Linked DNA regions of Sus scrofa: all the other regions are linked to region 3. Evidence: chromatin contacts called from public promoter capture Hi-C data. All regions are on one chromosome and are shown on one strand. Each heading gives the region's core, a stretch centred on a gene start, on an enhancer-like site or on the middle of the called end of the contact. The rest is flanking DNA. Distances are from core to core; before and after follow the strand shown. Region 1 holds the start of PPP2R1A (protein phosphatase 2 scaffold subunit Aalpha). Region 2 holds the start of ZNF175 (zinc finger protein 175). Region 3 holds the start of ZNF331 (zinc finger protein 331).

The links. Promoter capture Hi-C pulls out the DNA fragments that hold promoters and counts their contacts.
Region 1: a contact with region 3 is called in a promoter capture Hi-C map of liver, with 8 times the contacts expected there. The contact joins the promoter of PPP2R1A here to the promoter of ZNF331 in region 3. A contact is called at or near these places in 2 of 5 promoter capture datasets (fetal skeletal muscle and liver), 1 of 47 Hi-C or Micro-C datasets (heart right ventricle) and 1 of 2 datasets of contacts at active chromatin or transcription factors (skeletal muscle).
Region 2: a promoter capture Hi-C map of fetal skeletal muscle shows a contact between it and region 3, with 15 times the contacts expected there. The contact joins the promoter of ZNF175 here to the promoter of ZNF331 in region 3. A contact is called at or near these places in 1 of 5 promoter capture datasets (fetal skeletal muscle) and 1 of 47 Hi-C or Micro-C datasets (heart right ventricle).

The regions. Positions count from the first base shown.
Region 1 is chr6:57,963,438-57,967,935 of Sscrofa11.1, forward strand. PPP2R1A (protein phosphatase 2 scaffold subunit Aalpha) reads right to left here and starts at 1,511. Exons shown (of 15, transcript NM_214024.1): 1 at 1,424-1,511. The coding sequence starts at 1,501.
Region 2 is chr6:58,417,119-58,421,502 of Sscrofa11.1, forward strand. ZNF175 (zinc finger protein 175) reads right to left here and starts at 2,363. Exons shown (of 6, transcript XM_013995120.2): 1 at 2,238-2,363; 2 at 233-503. The coding sequence starts at 304.
Region 3 is chr6:56,610,081-56,614,403 of Sscrofa11.1, forward strand. It overlaps ZNF331 (zinc finger protein 331), which reads right to left and starts at 1,367. Exons shown (of 5, transcript XM_021097273.1): 1 at 1,184-1,367.

The sequences.
Region 1 (4,498 bases), core at 261-2,760, 1.4 Mb after region 3:
CACCTCTACTTGAGAGAAAGGGAAACCAAGGCTGGGAGAAATCAACTAACTTGCCCACATCAATCAGCAAGAAGTAGAGGAGACTGGACTCCAGCTGCAGCCTGTCCAGAGCTAGAGCCACACGGTGGGAACCTTAAGAGGCTGGGCCAGTGCAACCCGTTCAATTTTTTTTTTTTTTTTTTTTCTCTTGGCTCTTCTAGGGACGCTCCCGCAGCATATGGAGGTTCCCAGGCTAGGGGTCTAATCGGAGCTGTATCTGCCGGCCGACACCACAGCCACAGCAACGTGGGATCCGGCAACGCCGGATCCTTGACCAGCGAGGCCAGGGATCGAACCCGCAACCTCATGGTTCCTAGCCGGATTCGTTAACCACTCCGCCACAACGGGAACTCCGCGACTGGTTCAATTTTATAAGTGGGGAAATTGAGGCCCAAAGGGAGGATGGACCTCTTCAATCACCACTCCCAATAATTACAGGTACATTTATTGGGCCTTTACAACAGGTCAGGCGCCGTCTAGTATTTCTTCTGTTATAAACTCTGTCACTCACTACCATCCAAGGAGGCCGGGACTATTACTGGCCCACGTTTTATGGAAAACAAGCCCAGATCGGTGAAGTAATGTGCACAAGGTCAATGGGCGGGTGAGAGGTGGGGCTGGGATGGGCGAAGCCCTGAGTCCTACCTCTTCTCGACCCCTCGCCACCCCATGCCACTCATCAGAAACGACAGCCCGCTTGGTAAACTGCCCCCCCCCGCCCCCGGCCCCAGTTAAGGGGAGAACACCGGAAGGGGGGGCCAGTGGCTAGCTGGCAATTCGCTTCGGAATTTAGCTAGTTCCACCCTTGGGAGTGGGGTTTTGGCCTCCCGCTTCTTTCGGAGGGTCTACACCAAAACTGCCGGGAGAAGAAGAGCAGGATTTGGAAAGTCATCCTTCACGTCTCCGTCTCCATTTGGAGAGATTACACCCACAGCGCTGAGCCCCAGCCGCACGAACCCAGAAAGGAGAAAACCTACGCGGGTCCCCACCAATCCGGCGGCCCCTCCCCCACTCGGAGAAAGTCGCGAGCCCACTCCATCCCCAAGGGGCCATTCAGGGGCCGCCGCCAATCACCCGGCCCTCCCCTCGCCTCTCCCCCACCCGGTCGGCCGACCCCTCGTGGGCCGCGGCCTCCGAGGCCCGGAGCGGCCACGCGCATTTGGCAGGCCTGGGGACCCTCCAAGCGCGCCCTCTGCGGGGCCGACACCCAATCCCGGACGCCGTCTCATCGAGTCCGGGGAACCGGAGAGGTGTGAGCGGAACACTGATTGGCCGCCGCCCCCTTCCGCCACTCCCTGCGAACACTGAATCTTCTCCGCGAGGGACGCCGGTGCCCCCCAGGTACCCCTTCCTCTCTTCCCCAAGTCCCCCGGAGCCTCCGGACCTGAACATCCTCGTTGCGGAGCTCGTCTATGAGCACCGCGATGGGGTAGAGCGAGTCATCGCCGTCGGCCGCCGCCATCTTGGCTCCGTCTTGTGTCTGTCAGACTGCGGCCGGCGCCGTGCTGAAACCCGGGTAGGGAGGGGCTGGGCCGGGAGGAGGAGAGAAGGACTTGGGGGCGCCCGGGCCACGTTACAGGGGCTGCCCTACATTCATTGGCCGCGCTACGCCGGGCCAAGCCTGCGTTTCTTTGGCCCGGACAAATAAAGTCCCGCCCACTGCCCATTTGCCATTGGTCCAAGGGAAGAGATTGAGCTTGCCGGAGCCTAGGAGGGGGGAGGAGGAAACGGAAGTACGCGGTATCTTAGCGACTAAGATTGTGCCCGCCTACGTCGCCGCCAACAACGGCCTAGACGAGCAGTTGTTTCTAGCCAATGAGGGGCGGGATTGGAAGGTGGCGAAGCCTGCCTGTCCGAGCCCTGGAGAAAGCTTACCCGCGTGCGTCGCTTGGAATGCGTGACATCATGTGGGGAACAGAATCGTACAGGTTTCGGCTTGCGAGGCAGCGGTCCCCCTGCCTGGCGGGAGGGCGCACTCCAAGATTGTTTGTGCGGGAGGAGGTGGGAGTGCGTCCTTGATTTGTGCCGTATTATGCCGAGGCCTAGGGAAGGATGGCGACTTAACCTTATTCTCTGGGTAAAACCTAGGCCCCTCAGGCTGGTATGTCTATCTGATTTCCTGAACCCTCTCTAGGCACGTCTCCTTTTGGAAAATTGGCTGCCTGAGCACACCATGCTTTTCTCTCTTTCTCTTCCCCCCCCCCCGCCGCCGGACAGTCCAAACCATCTTTCCCAAAGACCCTACCCACTCCACTTAGGAAACTATTCCCCCTAAAAGGGGCAGGGGTGGTGGTGGAGGGGGCTTGCATATTTCAATCCTTGCCCTCCTTATTCCCCGGATATTCCCCTTACCCCAAACCTGCCAGCCCTTTGGAGCTATGGGAGTCCCAGTGTGCCTATGCGTAGGGAGCCCCTGCATCGGACAGATGGAATCAGCAGCTTGATTCTGGTCAGACTGTTCCAAGAGCAGACCCTGACCATGATTATCCAAATGAGTGAGCCAGACAAGTCTCTCAGCACTGCAGTTTGGTTCCACAGTTCCCACCCTAAGAGAGGGATGTCCTTTATCTGACAGTCCACAGTTTCCCCAAGTGGCACACTAAACTGCTCGACCACTGGCAGCAGCCCAGGTTCCTAAGATCTGACCAGTAATGAGAACCATCATACCACACACCCCTGCTTCCAGTTCTGCCCTAACCAGTGGCCCAGGCAACACCATTAGGATTCAGCTTCCCTAAGGAAATCAGTCTTTAAAGAAATCTCAGAGCATGGAGGGTTTGAAGTGCCAGTGGCTTTGACTACAGTGTAGAGCTTAAAGTTTCCCCCAAAGCGATAGGAACCACTTATTCTTGTAAAGCCAGGATATTGCTAGAGCCACAGAAGTGACAGTGCTGGATTCTTAACCTGCTGTGCCACCTGGGAACTCCAGGCTTCAGTTTTGAGACACACTCATGAGCAAGCTAATTACTGCTTTTTGAAAGCAGTGGACCCATCAGTAGTGACAGGGTGGCTTGCAGGTGGAGGCTGCAATCCCTTTGCCAGAGGCCCCTGACAAAAATTATCAGTCACAAAGGCTTGTGCTGTCCCCATGTCCCAGGAGTCCTTAAGGGCTGGGCCTCCTTTAGATGATGGGGAGTCAAAGCAACAACAGTTGTGTTTTTTGGTTTTTTTTTTTTTGTCTTTTTGTCTTTTCTAGGGCTGCACCCTCGGCATATGGAGCTTCCCAGGCTAGGGGTCTAAGTGGAGCTGTAGCTGCCAGCCTATGCCACAGCCACAGCCACGCAGGATCTGAGCCACATCTGAGACCTACACCACAGCTCACGGCGACGCCGGATCCTTAACCCACTGAGCGAGGCCAGGGATCGAACTCACAACCTCATGATTCCGAGTCAGATTTGTTAACCACTGAGCCATGACAGGAACTCCGACACATTTTTTTCTTCACTGCTGGCAGGATTGAGCATTACAGTCTGCCCATAGAGTGCCAATAAACTTACACTAGAAAATAGGACTCGAATTGGTCAGATTATATCAGCCACCCCAGTGGCAGAGATCTGATGCCATGTTAGACGGAGCTGTGGAGACTGGGGCCTCTAACTTGGCCAACAAAGAAAATATTTTTATCATGAAAACTTTGTACCTCAGAGGTTAGTGGTGGCACATGATCTAAATCCTTCCCCATGCTCTGGTGGCAAGTAAAAAAGATGGCTGGTCCCAGTAACACTTGTCTCACCCCTCTTGGAATACCCTCCTCTGGCACTTGTGGGATGGGGAGCATAAGCATATAATACAATAATTTGCATTATTTCCTGATGTAAGATGTTGAGTTTTTCCAAAGGATCCTGCTATGGTCTGTCTGTATGCCTTCAAAATTCATGTATTGAAACCTACTCCCCAAGGTGATGGTATTAGGAGGTGGAGCCTTTGGGAGGTGACTGGGTGATGAAGCCAAGCCCCCCCCTCCCCCCCTCCCCCGCCCCGGATGGGATTAATGACCTTTCAAAAGGGGCCTAAGAGAGCTCCCTGTCCCCTTCTGCCTTGTGAAGAAAGTCTGCAGCCCAGAAGAAGGGCCTCACCTGACCATGCTGGCACCTGATCTCAGACTTGCAGCTGGTACAACTGCGAGACATAAATTAATGTTTATAATCCACCCAATCTGTGGACTTTGGATATAGCAGCCCAAACCGACTGCGATGGGCCCCCAGCTACCTCATCAAGTGAGCCTCCCTCTGCTTTTGTGATCACACGCGAAGGCTGTTTGTTGTGTGGCTCAGTCCCTGGCCCCTCCTCATGACCAAGGCTGTCAAATACAAAACATCAGAGATTTTAGCCCATCTGCAAACCACGTTCCCTCGCCAGTTACATGGAGGCTGGCACAAGATGTGAGATGCCTGGGACTGAGAAGACAGTACTATTCCTGGCACAACAGAGCGTCACCTGCACATCTGTTCCCGTGGCT
Region 2 (4,384 bases), core at 1,113-3,612, 1.8 Mb after region 3:
TCAGCGGAGAACATGCAAAGGCCCAGCGGAGGATGGAGGATGGAGGTTGAAGGGTCTTCGCCAGTGCTGAGCAGGAAGGAGGCAGTATTCCCCTGCCTGTGGCTAGGGCTGCCTTTTCTTCTTCCTTTGCCCTGGGGCCAACCCTTTGGTCCAGCACATCCTCCTTCGTGGGCCAGTGAAGCTTCCTCTGCCCTGGCCGTTCTTGAGAACTGGTCCTGAGGCTCTGGCTTACCTCACATGACACATCCAGCTCCTCTGGACCCAAGCCCTGGGGCCTCTGGGGCAAATTCCCATCAGCAAGCATGGCCCTTCTGGGCGTCGACTCTTGGTCTCTTTTGCCGACAGCTTCACTTTTCCTAGGAGCCTGGAGTTGGGTGGATATCAGGAGGCTCCGATCAGTCCGATCAGAACTGCTGGGAAGAGTCGGGCTGGGGTGTGAAGGGAGATCCTGCAGCCTCAGTGATGCGGCCTGAGGCAGGGGCTCTGCAGAGACCCCAGAAATCCTGCAAACGCAAGGACCATGCAGTTACCCATCTGCTGTTCTCTCCACGTGAACTTCTGAGGGCCATTCGCTGAAGGCTCACTGTGCTAGACATTAGGGTAGACAAAATGCAGAAAAACTAACCGGTAAAAAGTAAGGAAAAATGAAGAGAGACTAAACTGAAGATTTAATTGCAACTCTGACATCTTTTAACCACAAGATGAAGATACTACTTTATTTGCAGTTTCAAGATGAAGAGGAAGGCATTTATCAAAAGCACTGAGGAACTTAGAAGGATGAAGCTTGTCAAGCCCTCTGCACCTGCCTGGCACATGGTAAACAAATAAATCAGCAAGTTGCAGAGTCTTTAATTTTCACACAACCCTGTCAGCTACATGTTATGACCACTATTATATGTATTTTGTGGATGAGGAAACAAGACCGGTGCTACCATGTAATTTGCCTTAAGGGCACTCAGTCTGCAAAGGGAGATACAAGGAATGAGTCTGCCTCAATTTAAACTGCACACAGTTGCAGTGACAACTATACGGTCAGCTTCCAGAAACATCATTTGCATTTATTGTTGCTTTTAGAGAACTCAGGCTTCGAGTTGGATGCTTCAGTGCCTATCCACAATGTAGACAGTTCAGCCTTTTCTGACAAAAATAGAACTTAAGTTCATTGTACTCCACCCCACTTGGACCTGGAAAGCCTGCAGACAGGCCCCACCCAGGACACCCAATCACTTACCATTTCTCGGCTGTTCACTTCCCCCCTCTGTTCACTTCCCTCCCTCTACCCACCACATCCAAGCAATAATTGACCACAATGATCTCCAGAAATTCCCAGTGCTTAGACCACAGAAGGTCATGAAATGCTTCTCAGTCACCCGGGGCCAAGCTTCTGAAATCCTGACTGCCAACAAATGGCTTCCAGTGAGTGTGCTTTCCACAGCACTCCTCCCCCAAATAATCCCCAATACAGGGTTCCAGATAGTGCACCCCAATAGGAAACTATCATTAATTTGCTCAGTTGCCAATCACCAACCCTCACCGTGTGCACAGCGACCAACACTGACCCACTCATCCATTCTCAAAGGACTCCAACACCCACGCCCAGAAAGCAGTGCAGTCACCTTCACAAACCCCCATCACTGACCTCCTAGGCCTCCAGTCGACTGGTTCCGTATGCTACCCTTAGCAACCCACTTTCCTGATTTCATAGGTCCTCCATCACTGTCGCGTCTCCCCCACAGTGTGTTACAATAAGACCCTCAGAGTCCTCCAATCCGTGACGCTCCTGCTCCCAATCAATCACTGCCTCCGACAGTCCTCCAAGCAGCGGATCACTTCCCCATAGAGCTCCCGGTACCAACTGTGAAAGCCCTGTTAAAACGTACGTTCACTGTCCCCAAGTGAGCAAGTTTTACAGGGCCAGTTAGATAAAAGCTGATATTGAAGTACACTTGGAATTTAAATTATAAAGATACTTTTGAATTTACACAAACTACTGCAAAGAAAGGTTTAAAGTTGAGCCAAGCATCCAGCTTAAGTTAGAAAACCCCACTTACTCCCCTGGCCCCCGTCACTAAGAACCCCATCGCTCACCCGACAGATCCCCACCACTCGCAACACAGTCCCGGCATCATTCGTCCCACAGACCCCATCACTCGGCCCCCAACCCCCACTTCATTCACACCAAGTCGATTTCCTCTCAAGGACCCCACAGCGTCCCTATTGCTAATACTCCAAATCACCTCGGCGTCCCGCAGGCGATAAACGAATTAGGACAGTTGCCAACACAAGCGAAATGGCCGCTCTGGGCCACTTCCGGTTTGGACCCCAGTCAGGATTTGGGGAGTGGTTTGAACTTGCGCATGCACCCTAGGACTTTTGAAGCCACCCGCCGCCACTGGTTATCTTGACGTGTCACTCCGCGGTGTTTCAGGGATTGTTAGGAGGACAGCATGGCCGCGCGCTAAGGAATTTTGTGAGGAGGCAGCCATTTTCAAAGAATTATTCCGTACAGCCAGGGAATGTATTAAGCTCTCTTCACAGAGTTGAAGTCTTGATATTGCTCTACGTTGCGACTTCTCTGCAGCCATAGCCCATAATCTCCTCTTGCATTTTCCCGCAGGATCAGAGGGTCCTAGAGGAGTATGGCTGAGGTTGTGGACTGGCAGGACACAGAAGCTCAGAGGGACAGAGTCTCTTGTCTGCCAGGCATCTCCCTCACCGCAGCCCAACTCTGTACATTCGGGTCATACTTGCTGACTTTTCTCAACCAGAAATAACTGCTGTCAGTTTCTTTTTCTTTCTTTCCTTCCTTTTTTTTTTTTTTTTTTTGTCTTTTTGCCATTTCTTGGGCCGCTCCCAAGGCATGTGGAGGTTCCCAGGCTAGGGGTCGAATCGGAGCTGTAGCCACCGGCCTACGCCAGAGCCACAGCAACGCTGGATCCGAGCCGCGTCTGCAACCTACACCACAGCTCACGGCAACGCCGGATTGTTAACCCACTGAGCAAGGGCGGGAACGAACCCGCAACCTCATGGTTTCTAGTCGGATTCGTCAACCACTGCGCCACGACGGGAACTCCAACTTCGGTCAGTTTCATGTCTGGGCTCGTGAACTGGACCTATGAGAGAGGATGGATGGATGTAAAGACCAGTCTTTGTCTAGTGTGCTCTCCGACCCTCTTCTGGTCCCTCCCCTACTCTGTTCTGTACTCCTGGGATTTACCCCTGCAAGCTTCATTTTCCAAGTACCTTTATTAGCTGGCTTCCCACTACGTTCAGTTAGTGAGTCAAATACTGGAGATTAAAATCAAGGAAGAGGGAGTTCCCGTCGTGGCGCAGTGGTTAACGAATCCGACTAGGAGCCATGAGGTTGCGGGTTCGGTCCCTGCCCTTGCTCAGTGGGTTAACGATCCGGCGTTGCTGTGAGCTGTGGTGTAGGTTGCAGACGCGGCTCGGATCCCGCGTTGCTGTGGCTCTGGCGTAGGCCGGTGGCTACAGCTCCGATTCAACCCCTAGCCTGGGAACCTCCATATGCCGCGGGAGCGGCCCAAGAAATAGCAACAACAACAACAACAAAAGACAAAAAAAAAAAAAAAAAAAAAAAATCAAGGAAGAGAATGTAAACTCCAAGATATTTATTTCTTCCCCTCTCTTCACATTGTGCAACCTCTCTGGCAGTGGCTACATCCCCCTGGAGCCTCCAGCTCCCAAAAGGGAAGACCTGCCATGGCCCATCTTATTCTGCGTTCCCAGATCCCTGAGCTCTGGCACACCGCCCCTTCCCTTCGCCTTGGTGGTGGCCTCCTGCTGTTATCATTTCTATGTTTCGTTTTATTGTCTTCTATTGAACTTTTCATCTCCTCTGTCAACTGTGTAACCAACTTTCTTGCTTAAATTTCCTGTATTTTAAATACTTAAAGTGGAGTTCCCGTGGTGGCGCTGCGGAAACAAATCCGACTAAGAACCATGAGGTTTCAGGTTCGATCCCTGGCCTCGCTCAGTGGGTAAAGGACCCTGCGTTGCTGTGAGCTGTGGTGTAGGTCGTAGAGGCAACCCAGATCTGGCGTTCCTGTGGCTGTGGTGAAGGCTGGCAGCTGTAGTTCCAATGAGACCCCTATCCTGGGGACCTCCATATGGTGCAGGTGTAGCCCTAAAAAGCGGGGGGGAAAAAAAGCGATTTCTTTTTTCATAATTGGATCTTGACTGATAGAAATGGATAGAATGACATATAGAAAGACATGTGAGATGTTGAGATAGATAGATGAAAAAGTGTATATGTATTTTTTATATAAATGGGTGGATGAGTTGAATGAATGGTGAGTATGTTATTCAAGGAATGACCCAGATTTCATTCTTGTTTCATTTCCCAAGCATCCTTATTCTCACTTAG
Region 3 (4,323 bases), core at 117-2,616:
GAGCCACAACAGGAACTCCCAGGATGATTTTTCTGGAGACAGCTGGCATGGGGTTAAAAGAGGATAGAATCAGACACTAGGGCTTTTCTGGAGCACAGACTACATCAGAAAATATCCTCCAATGCCCCACCTGTTCCCACGTCTTATCTTAAACCAATCAGAAATAAGAGGGCACTGAGATCTCAGAATTTCGGAGATCCCTGGTGACTAGGCTCTAATAATTGGAGTTCTGAAATATGTAGCTGTCTTCTACCCCCAGCTACCTGGTCAGGGTCCTCTCCCATCCGAAAAGGGGATCTTCTTCCCGAGGCTTTTTCACCCTGTCACTCAGGTAACCTGAATTTGAGATGGCGAGCACCTATGGCTCTGAGATTGCCATCTCACGACTATGTCTGTGCCATTCTTGTCATTTTCATCACAGGGTTCAGGCTTTGACTTGTATTCGGGGCCACTGTCCCCAAACAAGGACCAGAAGGTTGGAACGTGAAGGGAGAGGGAGCAGCAGAAACATGAGAGCTACAGGTTACACTGTCACACACAACCGTGCTCACTCAATCCGCGGCCACACATCCAAACACAATCCTGCACCTGTCACAGCCAAGCGATGGCACAAACCACCATGAGACACCCCTTGACTCTGTCACAAGAACTGACGCCCACGCCAGAGACATGGTGTGTGTCTCTGCCAATCCCACTTAAGTGCAAAGGCTCATCTCAGCCGCCGAGACACATCTGGGCCCCGCCACCCACGCAGGGCCCACGCGCATGTAACTCACGCAGAGCAGAGTGGCCGAGTCACAGCCCGTCACAGCCTAGCCGCGTCCCCCTTCCAGATGCCCACGCGACGCACAGCCACGGGGATGGCGCCGAGTCGCGCCCCCCGCCCCCCGCCCACACTCACGCGCAAGTGCGTCACCAGTACAGGTACCCGGCCTGTCTCCCTCGCCGACGCTCACGCGCGCGTCTCGCTCTATGCACACGGCTGAGCCCGATCCGCGCGCGCGCGCACACACACACACACACACACACACACACACACACACACACACACACTCGCACTTCCTCCGCAGCCGCTCCCGGGAGCCAGAGGCCGAGGCTCTGTTTCGGGCCTCTCCGCCTCTCTTTCACCGCAGTCGCCCGCCGCGTTCCGTGCTGGTGTCCTCCTGGGATGCTACTAACTCACCGCTTGGGGCCTAACAACCAACAGGGCGTCCGGAGCGAGCGCGAGCGTTGAGGTTATCTCCAGACACCGTCACCAGGAAACCAGAGCTTTAAAAAAAAAAAAAGAAAGAAAAAAAAAAAAAAAATCTTCGCGCAGAAAGCGCATCTTCCGGCATGCAACTGGGCGAGTTTCTACTGGGGGCGGTGCTCCAGAGCCTTCTGGGACATGTAGTCTAGAAACCCAGAGATCCGCGGAGCTGAACACTCAATGGCTCGCTTACCCAGCATGCAACCCCTCAAGAGGCAGGAGTGGAGCTGTGCCTCAGAGGTTTCTGGGAAATGTAGTTCGCATCTCGGGGGCGCTAGACAAGGCCTTCAGAAGGCGTCTCCCCTACCCCTAAAGGAGCGCTGTACCTCCAGACTTGGAGGGAATGCGTTTCAGAGCCGCGGAATTTCAAAATGCTGGGAGCTTTGCCAGCTCTTCGGATTTCTTTTCTCCTTTTCTTCTTTTAATGCGAGAAAAGCATACAAATTTTATTACGTTCTTTCATGTACATGGGGGCTTTCAGAAGAGGATGAAAACCTGAAGATATGTCCACAGCAGGAAGCTTTTATACCTTTGAGACAAAGAAACGATGAATTGTGAAGTATTGACAGTGCTCCGGGCTAGTGATAGACCTATTACGGCCTGATAACTCTTATCTTCATGTAATGAGGTTTGTTTGAGAGTCCTCTGATGCCATCTGTCTACATTTATTATTAATTAATTAATTAATTTTTAGGGCCACACCCGTGGCATATGGAGGGGGGTCTAATTGGAGCTGTTGCCGCTGACCTACACCACAGCTCAGGGCAACACCAGATCCTTAACCCACTGAGGGAGGCCAGGGATCGAACCCACAACCTCATGGTTCCTAGTTGGATTCATTTCTGCTGTGCCAACATGGGAACTCCCAGTCTATCGTCATTTAAAGAATTTACTTTCTGCCTTTTGACAGAGAAGGGGCTCTTTTGTGTGTTTACTGCTTTTAAAGAAGGTTTAATTATTTTTTTCTTTTTAGGGCCGCACCCATATCATATGTAAGTTCCTAGGCTAGGGGTAGAAATGGAGCTGAAGCTGCCTAAGTCACAGCTATAGCAACGTAGAAACGTAGAATCTGCGACCCACACCACAGCTCATGGCAACCCTGGATCCTTAACCCACTGAAAAAGGCAGGGGATCAAACTGGAGTCCTCATGGAGACCATTTGGGTTCTTTACTGCTGAGCAACAACCGGAACTCCCTCAAAGTAATTTTTATGTCAAAGAAGCATGTTTTGGGGTGACATACCTGGTTTCCTTAAGTAATGATGCAGGCATTGTTTTTGATAAGGAGGGCCATGAAATCTTTCTGTAAGTGTTCTCTTTTCGTATACTATGCCGCTTTATACTGTTTATAAAGTTTAGTTTAAGTCTGTCTACTGTGAGTCAGTAGTATTCATGTATTTTCTAAGGTTCCTGTGATGTGAAAAACTTTGTGTTAAGATCTCGTTCCATCTTATTAACAGCTTTGCTGTGAAAGAGCTCAGTTTCCATGCTGGAGGTTTACCTGCCTCCCACAAGTTGTTTTAAAAAAAGGTTTTGCTGAACTTCTAATGGGACCAAGTGAAACACAGAGGCATTTAACATAGCACAGTACTCTCAATGTTTATGAATTTTTGTGTAGGGATGGTATTTCCCATTTTAACCTTTTCTTTCTTTTTAAAATTCTAGTTCATCTACATGTTATATTAATTTCAGGTGTACAACATAGTGATTTAATGTTTTTTATAGATCATACTCCATTTAAAGTTGTTTAAAACATTGGCTATATTCCTTGTGCTGTACTGAGTATCCTTGCGTTTTGTTTGTTTTAAACATGGTAGTTTTTGCCTCTTAACTCACTCTGTCCCTCTCCCATTACCCTTCCCATTGGTACCCACTAATTTGTTCTTTATATTTGTGAGTCTGTTTCTATTTATTAATTTGTTTTATTATTTAGATTCCACACGTTAAGTGGTAAAACGCAGAATTTGTCTTTCTCTGACCTACTTCACTAAGCACAGTACACTTCAGGTCCATCTATGTTATTGCCAATGACAAAAATTTCATTCTTTTTTATGGCCAAGTAATATTACACTGTCTTTTTTTAATCCATTCATCTGTAGCATCTGTAGATGGACACATAAGTTGCTTCCATAATCTTGGCTATTGTAAATAATGCTGCTGTGGACCTTGGGGTGCATGTATCTTTTTGAATTAGTGTTTTTGTTTTCTCAGGTAAATACCCAGGAGTGGAAATGCTGGATGATATGTTAGTTCTATTTTTAGTTTTTTGGGCAACATTCATATTGTTTTCCGTAATGGCTATACCAGTTTACATTCCCAACAGTGTCCTTGGGTTCTCTTTTCTTCATCTCTTTGGGAGTATTTGCTATCTGTGGTCTTTTTGACCATAGCTGTTCTGACAGCTATGTAAGGTGATTTCTTGTAGTTTTGATTTGCATTTCCCTGATAATTAGTGATGTTGAGCATCTTTTCATGTAACTTTTGGCCGTCTGTAGGTCTTCGTTGGAAAAATGTCTATTCAGATCTTCTGCCCATTTTTAATCGAGTTGTTTCTTGTTTTTGTTTTTGATACTGAGTTGTATGAGCTGTTTATATATTGTAGAATATTACCCCTTATCAGATATATCATTTGCAAATATTTTTTCCCATTCAGTAGGTTGTCTTTTCATTCTGTTGATGTTTTCTTTTGCTGTACAAAGCTTCTAAGTTTAAATAGGTCACATTTAAAAGTTTTACTTTTCTTTCCTTTCCTGGAGGAGGCAGATTCACCCCCTCCCCCAGACTGCTACAACTTATGTAAAGAGTGTTCTATGTTTTCTTCCAGGAATTTTACTGTTTATGGTCTTACATTTAGCTCTTTAATCCATTTGGAGCTTGTTTTTTTATATGGAGTGATAAAATGTTCTAATTTCATTCTTTTACATGTAGATGTCCAATTTCAGTGCTTATATTTGTCTCTGTTCATCTTTTATATTTCTTCTTGGTTTGGTCTTAGAAGATTGTACCTTTCTAAGAATTTGTCCATTTCTTCTAGGTTGTCTATTTTATTGGCATCCAGTTGCTTGTAGTAGTCTC